3 separate regions of the Anser cygnoides genome follow, and regions 2 and 3 are each linked to region 1. The links are chromatin contacts, called in public Hi-C maps. All regions are on one chromosome and are shown on one strand. The core of a region is the stretch at or near the end of the contact, and the rest is flanking DNA. Distances in the headings are between cores, read along the strand shown. Region 1 holds the start of FGF19 (fibroblast growth factor 19). Region 2 holds the start of CTTN (cortactin). Region 3 holds the start of FADD (Fas associated via death domain).

What was found. A called contact is a pair of places that touch in the nucleus more often than the background predicts.
Region 2: a Hi-C map of granulosa cells shows a contact between it and region 1, with 2.3 times the contacts expected there. The contact joins the promoter of CTTN here to the promoter of FGF19 in region 1. A contact is called at or near these places in 2 of 7 Hi-C or Micro-C datasets (granulosa cells and liver).
Region 3: a contact with region 1 is called in a Hi-C map of liver, with 2.4 times the contacts expected there. The contact joins the promoter of FADD here to the promoter of FGF19 in region 1. A contact is called at or near these places in 3 of 7 Hi-C or Micro-C datasets (granulosa cells and liver).

What each region holds. Positions count from the first base shown.
Region 1 is chr5:18,819,050-18,821,981 of Taihu_goose_T2T_genome, forward strand. It overlaps FGF19 (fibroblast growth factor 19), which reads left to right and starts at 1,364. Exons shown (of 3, transcript XM_048058590.2): 1 at 1,364-1,961; 2 at 2,056-2,159. The coding sequence starts at 1,718.
Region 2 is chr5:18,473,101-18,476,032 of Taihu_goose_T2T_genome, forward strand. CTTN (cortactin) reads right to left here and starts at 1,381. Exons shown (of 15, transcript XM_048058736.2): 1 at 1,234-1,381.
Region 3 is chr5:18,556,610-18,559,541 of Taihu_goose_T2T_genome, forward strand. FADD (Fas associated via death domain) reads right to left here and starts at 1,410. Exons shown (of 2, transcript XM_013194898.3): 1 at 794-1,410; 2 at 1-366. The coding sequence starts at 1,094. The coding sequence ends at 80.

The DNA.
Region 1 (2,932 bases), core at 114-2,613:
CCTGTGATTTGGAGGATGCAGCAGGAGACACCTGAAGGGGAGGCCATCCCGATTTTTCTCAATTACTCATCACCCATGCAGAGAAAGCTGGGCTTCTTTCTGGGTCCCTCAAACTGACCACCAAAAAGGAAAAAGAGGTAGTCAAAAGCAGTGGTTGCTTTTGAAGTGGCTGGTGACATATAATCCCTTGCTCCACGGAGCTGGTGATGCAAGGCCCTGATCATTCAAACACTAAATAACCAATGTGGTAACTTCAGTGCCGTAAGGTACACGTGATGATTATGCACCATGTAAGCATGTATACACGTGCAGGCCATCGTCCTGCAGAGCTCTGTGATTTTGCATGGCCTTGTCTATATGCACAGCCTCACTGAGCTAGGATTAGTCATAAAGAAAAGTTATTTGTATGAGTGTTTACAGGATAGAGATGCAAGTGTACAGACAAAAAGATGAAAGTAAGCAGGTAGTAAAACAGTATTTGGGAGCTGACAGGAAGGTTTTGTTTGCTTGCTTCAGAGAAGTTGCTGGGGCAAGGTTATAGTTTGCTTAACTGTTAGTTTATGTGTCCTGTGGGGGAAAGGTTTTGTCTTTCTTTATGAAATTCCATCGGTGCATAGTTTCTCTCTTGGGATCTGAGAAAATTCCTTTAGTGCTTAGTTTGGATGGACAACAGAAGAGTCAGCAGTGATCCCTCTGGCGTGCCCCTGAGATGTTGAATGCACTGAGCAAACAAGAGGTGCGTGTCTGCTTCTTTCCATGAAACGAGCCCACCTGGAAAAAGCTGCTGGTACGCGGACCGGGACAAAATCTGCTTCATGCTTATGCCGGGCTCCTGGCCGGGGGCGATGCAGTTTTACTACACAATTTATTTATTTTTTTCCCCCCCGATTTCTAGGTGCGAACGGGGAAGGACAGGAGCTGGAGAGCCCCCCATGCAGCAGCTCCCCGACGGCGAGGCCAGCCCGCACGCCGGGTGCCAGGCTCCATCTAGCGACCCGGCGGGGGATGGCCGGGCGGCAATACGGCCCGGAGCAGCCGGGGGGGAGCGGAGGCGGCGCCCCCCGCCCTGCCCGCGCCCGCCGGTGCCAGGCGGCGGCGGCGGAGACCCGGCTCCCTCTCCCAGCCAGGTCGCACAGGCATCCCCGGGGCCGCAGCCGCCCGGTTTCTGACCGGGGAAATGCGGGACGGGCAAGCGGCAGCGCCGAGGCTCGGCTCCGGACGGTGCCCCGGGGCACCTCCACGCCTGCGGGTCGCGCACCCCCGGCCCCGTGTGCTTCGGGGCTCAGTTCAGGGCAGGGGTGCGGTACCGCCCGGCACGGCCCGGCACGGCCCGGCACGGCACGGCCCGGCACGGCACGGCACGGCACGGCACGGCACGGCCCGTCGGGGCAGCCCGGGGTGGCGGGGAGGGGCGCGGCCGGAGCCCCGACGGGGAATCTCGGAGGTGCGGATGGGGAGGGAGCGCCTTCAGGGTGTCCCCTGCGCCATGATGTCACCCGATCAATATTTTCGGGGGGAGTGCCCGCCCCGGCCAATTCCCGCTATGAAACGGGCTCTATATTGGAGCTGGATGCGGCCGAATCGATCGGGCTGATAACGGAGGCCTATAAAAGGCCGGGGGGCCGGCTTCGCCCGTGCTACATCCCGCGGCACCGCCAGCCGAGGCGAGCGCCCGGCCTCCCCTCCCCTCGCTCCGCGCCCCTCCGTGCCGCCCGCCATGGGGCCGCGCCCCGCCGCCCGCCGCGCCGCCCTGGCGCTGCTGGGGCTCGCCGCCGCCGCCGCCGCCGCCGCCGCCCGCTCGCTGCCGCTGCCCGACGCCGGCCCGCACGTCAACTACGGCTGGGGGGAGCCCATCCGGCTGCGGCACCTCTACACCGCCAGCAAGCACGGGCTCTTCAGCTGCTTCCTCAGGATCGGCGGCGACGGCCGGGTGGACGCGGCCGGCAGCCAGAGCCCGCACAGTGAGTAGCGGGGCGCTGCGGGGACGGGGCGGGACGGGACGGGACGGGACGGGACGGGACGGGCTCACGCCGCTCTCTCCCCTGTGCCCCGCAGGTCTGCTGGAGATCCGCGCCGTGGCGGTGCGCACCGTGGCCATCAAGGGCGTGCTGAGCTCCCGCTACCTCTGCATGGACGAGGCGGGGCGGCTGCACGGGCAGGTGAGCTGCGACCCCCGGCCCCGGCTCTGCCCCGGGCTCGCCAGCCCCCCCATCCCCTCCCCAGGCGCCCCCTTTTCGCTGTAGGACCGGGGGGCGATTCTCGTCGCCTGAAGGGGGTTATTAGAAGGAGGCAACACGGGAACAGCGTTCCGAATGCAGCGTATGTGTTGTATACAGAAAATATAGTATAGACCAGAACTGGGGGCGTTTGAAAAGTCTCATCGGTTGGTGGCTGCAGTTCTGACCCAGAAACAGATTAAGTCTGGCCATTGGATCTGAATAATTTCTCGCTGTTCAGCTCAGATATTCCAATATATATATATATAAGATGCCTCCTTTGGAAGGGAGATGCACCCAGATAGCTGCCACACGGGGTTGCTGACCCCTAGGTAGTACCAAACAGAAACGGGACTCGGGCAGGAAGGACTAATCCCCGTTGTCCCACTTCTGGCTTGGGATAACAGCACACCTGCGGGACTCTTGGAGGCTGAGGAGTTTAGTGACTCACTGATCCCACACTGTTAGCTCGTGCTCATCATCTCAGTACGCCAGCATATCTGCTGGACATCAGCAGTGGTATAAACTCGGATTGGTAAACCACATGCATGAGCTGCTAGGATGTGAGCTCAGAGTCAGTCTTCGTGTAACTGCTCTACAGGAACCTGAGCTGCACGGAGCGATGGCATTTTACTGTGCTGTAGTAAAGATACAGCTCGGTTCTGCTTTGATAACTCCGGCAAAATTTCTGCTGATTTCAGTAGGGCAAGGACCTG
Region 2 (2,932 bases), core at 131-2,630, 350 kb before region 1:
TCACACAAGCATAATCCAGAAGGCGGAATGGAAATTCCCTTTTAAATACATAACTAATAATCCATGATAAGGGTTATAGAGCAAAAAAACGCCGCTTCCTCTACAGCCTAACAGAATAAACCAACAAACCAGTCGTATGGAGCACTTCAGAAATCCCAGAACAATGGCAACTGAAAAATAAGCAAACCCAAGGTAGCAAACTACAGGCTGGTCTGGAAGGAGGGTGTAAAAGTAGAGCAGATGACAAAACAGCGGGAGGTTTCCCTTCTGCTTAGGATATTCTCTGTCTAAAGCCTTTTCTCATGCTATCGTGTCTCAGGTTCTCCTACTCTTTTAGTTTGCCATACAGCCATCCCTAAAAACAAATTTCTTACCAAAAAAGTATTGGAAAGGAGAACCGAAGCAGCTCAGTAGTGAAACTGGGTGTGAGGTCCAACTTCTCGCTCACAACCAAATGCAAATTTACGGTCACTGCTTCAAGGGACAGCTTGTACCCTCAGTCCATGCCATACACAGCAAGTTACCTGTGCTCGATTCCCGAACGTCAGGGGCTGAATTACGTGTATACACACACACGGTGACTTCACCTACCCAGCTGGATGTAAGGCGAATGCTCTTCCCCAAGTACACAGTTAAATCACTTCCTTTTTTTTTTTTCCCTTTTGTGCGTTCAGCTGTGCTCAGGTATTTAAAAGCACAAAGGCTAGATCCTTAAGGCTGGATTTCTCTGCTTCCTCCTTGGCCTCTTGCAAACAATAACCGAGAAAGGAAGGTTTCGCACGCACATCCTTACAAAATCCCGACTCCGCCACGTTTCTCCCCGGCTCGGCCCCGGCCCCGACGAGCAGGGGCAGGGCAGCCAGCACAGACCCCGATGGCCGCCTGGGCGCTGGCGGCAGCTCGGAGCAGCACCGTGAGCTGTTAATGAGTCACCGGCTCACACGGGCAAACCCCTGAAGGAATAAAACCGACAGGACGCCGCGGCTCCGGCGGACCCAGGCTAACCGCACGCCGTGGGCTCCAGCAGCTCCGTGCGGCCGGGCGAGCCGCCGCCGCCTCCCGCCCCGAGGCCCCGGGGACCCCGAGGAGCGCGGCCCCGCGGGGCCTCTGTGCGCGGGGGGTGCCCGGGCCCGCGGCCCGCAGCCCGCAGCCCCGCCGCGACGCCCCCCGCTCCCCCCGCTCCCGGGCGGCCGGCGGCGAGACGCGACCGGCCCGGCCCGGCCCAGCGCTTACACTGGTGGCCGCCGGCTCCGCGGCTGCTTCCCGGGCGGACGGCGGCGGCGATTTCCGCTTCTCCCGAGCTCCCACTTCCTCTTCCCGCACGGCGGGGCGGCTCCAGGTGGGAGATGGCCGCCCCGGGCCGCCCCGCCCCGCCGAGCGCCCTCCCCTCGGCCCGGCTGGCACCGCCGCGGCGGCTCCCGGCCCGGCCTCCGAAAGGGCAGCGGCAGGGAAAGGGCTGCTGCGATGCCCCGCCAGGCCTTTTAAGAGGCTGTACGCCGCGTTTTGTATCGTTCCGAACACGCCTTTTATTTTCTTTACTGTACTCGCTTTTGCGCCATGTCTTGGAAATGGTGAGGGAAGGTCCTGAGGGGTTTCCCCTCGCCTTAGCACGATGGCATGTGACTGCTGACAAGGGGGCTGAATTAAACGGAAAATAGCTGAATTACTCGGAAAACGAACAAACCAATGCCCACCTCGGGTTTTAAAAGGTCAAGTCCTAGGTGATGTTACTGACAGGGTAACAGCTGTCACGGGTTGTAATCTTTGGGAGGTAGGAAAAGGTCGAAGGAATATTTCTAGGGGAAAAATATACATAAACTGCAACCATAATGAAGGGTGATAATATGAAAAAAGCCAGGCCAGTTTCTAAAAGTTTTGGAGGCAAACACATGACTTACCAGCTGCCAGCTGGAGCAAGAGAACTACCTCGTCACATGTAGTCAGATGTACCCGTTCACTGTATAAAGGGGCTTAGTTTTTCCAGTAAGAAATATAAGTTACTCTAGACTTAAAATATATGGCATATTAAAAATTAGGCTAAACTTAAACAGATGTCTGCTAGAGCAGAAAGCAGACTCAGAGAACCTGGATCCTCTCCCTATTATTTCTGTTACTCTTCCTAAGCCTTTTCAGAGTATTCATCGATCCTGATTACAGATAGGAATATCAACCTCTTTTTTAAAAAATTTCATCTATCTGTTCCTATATGCCATAGAAGTACACAGTGCTGCTACCTTAATTAGACTAATTGCCATTTGTGCAAAAACGACTAGTGCAATAAAACGACTCCCGAATGAACAGAATAATACCAGCAAATTATTCAGAATAAATGCCAGAAAAGAAAAAGCTTCCCAGCTGAAGGCAATAGAGTTCCTGAATTGCAACCAAAATATCCTTTAACTACCTCTTTAAACACTGAAGAATGAGTGTAATAGTACTTCAACACTGTTATCTGTGTTTAAGTAACTGAAAATTACTTGTCCTGTCGTTCCGTCTCCCCCCCCCCCCCCCCCCCCCAACTCCTTAGTGCACTTAGCTTCAGCAAGTTTCATAGCAGTGGCCATGCTCTTTTAGAGAAGACAACAGCAGGACAAATTCCTCTCAAGACCAGGTAGGTATAGGCCAAGCACAAACGCTGCTTTGAATCACTTCACGTACACCCCACTTCAAGTTCTGGCATGATAAATCACTACTATCCATAAGACATCACAAAAGCAACTTCTTGTCCTCTAATTCTGCATAGCTTAAAGCTTCACCTTCCTCCTAACATCTCTTCTTAGATTACCTGCCCTCTAAACATGCAAAAATTGGAAGTGTAAAGTTCTCAAATAATTCTATCATCTCTTTATTACAGATAAAAAGAGTTCTCACATTTCAAAACACATACTAACATTTTCACAGCACTTTACAACTGAAGCCTTTAAAGACATTT
Region 3 (2,932 bases), core at 160-2,659, 260 kb before region 1:
ATTTTGGTTTTGAACATGAGAAGACACTTCTGCTTTTTTACTTTCACATCACAGATGTGAATGAGTTTTTACACTGATTTCACTTGGTTTCAATGTTCAGTTGCACGAGCTTCTGTTCAACTAGGTCTGCCACCAAGTTCATGTTACAGTCTCGAAGAGCTTTTGTTAAGTCAGTCACCTTTGCATCTTTCCCCTTCCATTTCTGCCACTCTCGAAGTGACTGAACCAATTGTTCCTTCAAATTAAGGGGATTGGCTGCTATTATTCTGTCCATTTTCACTTCAGAAAAGCCAAGTTTCCGCACCAGCATTTTCCAGTCTCTCCCAACATTTTCACATATGACTTCAATAGCTACCTTCTGCAGACCTGAAATAGCAAAAATATGTTAATGATGGATTTCCAAAAGTAACATTAGATAGTATTTTTATTAAGCAAAATGCTACTACTTTTACTGTATTACACACACTGTATGTCACATCATGTCTGAAAAGCCACTGCATATACCAGGAGGTCCAAGTATATAGCAAACATTCAAGTGACCATTAGGCGTAACAGAGAAGTAATTCCCACTCTGGCAAGCTGTTCACAGCATATGCTGCCCTCATGGTACTCTTCCAGGATATAACACTGTCCTGTGCAGCAGTTAAGTAGCAGAAGCACTGTCAGCAGTGGACTCAGCCACAGCAGGCAATCGTGCTCCAAGCAGACCCATGTCTTGAGGATGTGTATGTACTTATTGTGCTTATTTTGGAAAAAAAAAAATGTCAAAAGAATAAAAAAAAAATCCACCTACGTTTTTCATTCACATCTGGTTGATCATCAGGTACATTAGCTTCTCCTTCCTCTACAAAATGCTCTAGCCGTGTAGTCAAATCTTCTCTTTTAATGACCATAAGCATCGTTTTGAGAAAGTCCACATTGTGGCTTGATATCACCTGCTGCTCGAGGAGGAAGTTGAAGAGCTCCGCGCCGCTTTGGACAGACTCAAGCTTCCTCTTCCCAATCTTGTCCTGGCAGAGGAATTTCAGATCACGCAGCTCCCCGGCCGACAAGCTCGAGGAAAAGGAATGCAGCAGGGTCAGAAACGGGTCCATGGTACCGAGGCCTACAGGGGGGCCGGCGCCAGGCGAGACGCGGGCAGCAAGGGAAGGCTGGCGGAGTCCCGCCTCCGCGAGCGGATTTCGTTCCTGTTTCCGCTGAGCGACTCCGCGGGGAGGCCGGACACTGCAGGGACAAGAAACGAAACGAACCGAAGCGAAGCCCGGCCCGGCCCCCGCCCCGCCGCGATGGCGGAGCGCTGCTGCCCCGGCCCTGCTCCCGCCCGCCGGCAGCCGCGCGATGGCAGCACCGGGCTCCCTGGCGGCGCTAGAAGATGGCGGCCGACGCCTTGGTGCTGGGCGGTTCCGCCCCGCAGGCGGGCCCTGCTGGCGGCGTCTGGCAGCGAGAAGGCCCCGCGTGTTTCAAAATAAAGAATTACGAGGAAGCGCCCCCGTCGCCTACGGGTGCCCGGACACCTCAGCCCACGGGTGTCAGCAGCGGGGCTGCCTGGCTGTGCGCTAGTTCATTGGAAAAATAACCCTCGCCGCCTCTCAGTCTCCGCGTGGGGTGTCTCGGCTGTTGCTCCCGGGGCCGAGTCGCCGTGCTGAGGTGTCAGAGGCGGGCTGCAGCCTGCTGAGCTCCCTGCCACCCGGTAGTGCCTGAGGCGCTGACAGCACCAAAATGCCGGTCGCCGTGCTCACTGCCAGCTGGTCTGTTATTAGGAGCCGCACAGTGCTCTGAATACCTCGGAGATTAACTGACTTGTTATGTGGTACTGAATTAAAAATGTGTGCTTGGAGCCAGGTTTGACACTGCCCGTCTCCTGCTGCACAAGTAGAGCCAGCTCCCTGCATCGTAGGTTCCCCCGTTAAACACAGAATTATTAGCCTTTTCGTGAGACTTATCACTTATTTAATGTTTTACATACCGCCTAAATCTACAAGGGTTATTTTGGGAGCTTTTTTATTTATTTTCTTTTTGCAAAGGGGGGAAAGGAGACCAATTATTGATGAACAGACTTGACAGAGCAAGAAAGGCAGTATCAGAGACCCTTTCCCAAAGAGACACTGCTATTGCCATGGTATCTCTGGCAGCCACCCAGGAAAGCAGCCTCTGCCCTCCACGCACTGGCTCTGCTACCCGCAGAGACCCAAGCCTTAACCTAGAAACACAGGACTTGTCGTGTGGGCCTTGTTGCTCACAAAGGTTAATTGTGACATGAAATAACTTCTGACCTTTACAACAGAAGTAGGGCAAATTTTAAGTCTCCATGTCTTAAAGCCAATTTTTATAGAAGGTGAAAGGTTGTGAACTTTTCTTGAAAGGGAAAGTTCAAGTTCGTGACATCGTTTTGTAGGTCTGCAAAATTCAGATCAACTATAATGGTTTACGGCACAGCATAGATAGGAACAAGGAAAGTCCTGAACTACCTTTTGTTGATTCCCGAAATTATCCCATTACTAAGTTGTTCCCAGTGCATCCTTTAATATATTATTGTTGCAACACACAAATAGAACTCTGGTCCATGCCATAAAGATATTGCAGTCTCAGATACACAAACTTGGGAGTTATCATTTTCCACATCTCCTTCTCCAGTCTCACATTCCGACTTGAGGAACAACTCCTACTCCCAAAACGTTTCTAAAATTCCCACAGGCACAAGCCCTCCTTAGATAAAATTGCTAGATTTTCAGCATCCTGTTTCAGTCTGTTACACAGAGCCAGTCTTGCACATGATCAAGAAAGCCAGTAAGTGGAACTAGCTACATGCATGAAAGCCATTTGTGGACTAAACAAGCTTAAAGCAGATTTTTTTGAGTCCCTAATTGCTGAAGAATGGAGGGAATTAACTTGTTGCAGGGTCACATAAACTGGGATTAGCTGTGCCTGTGTT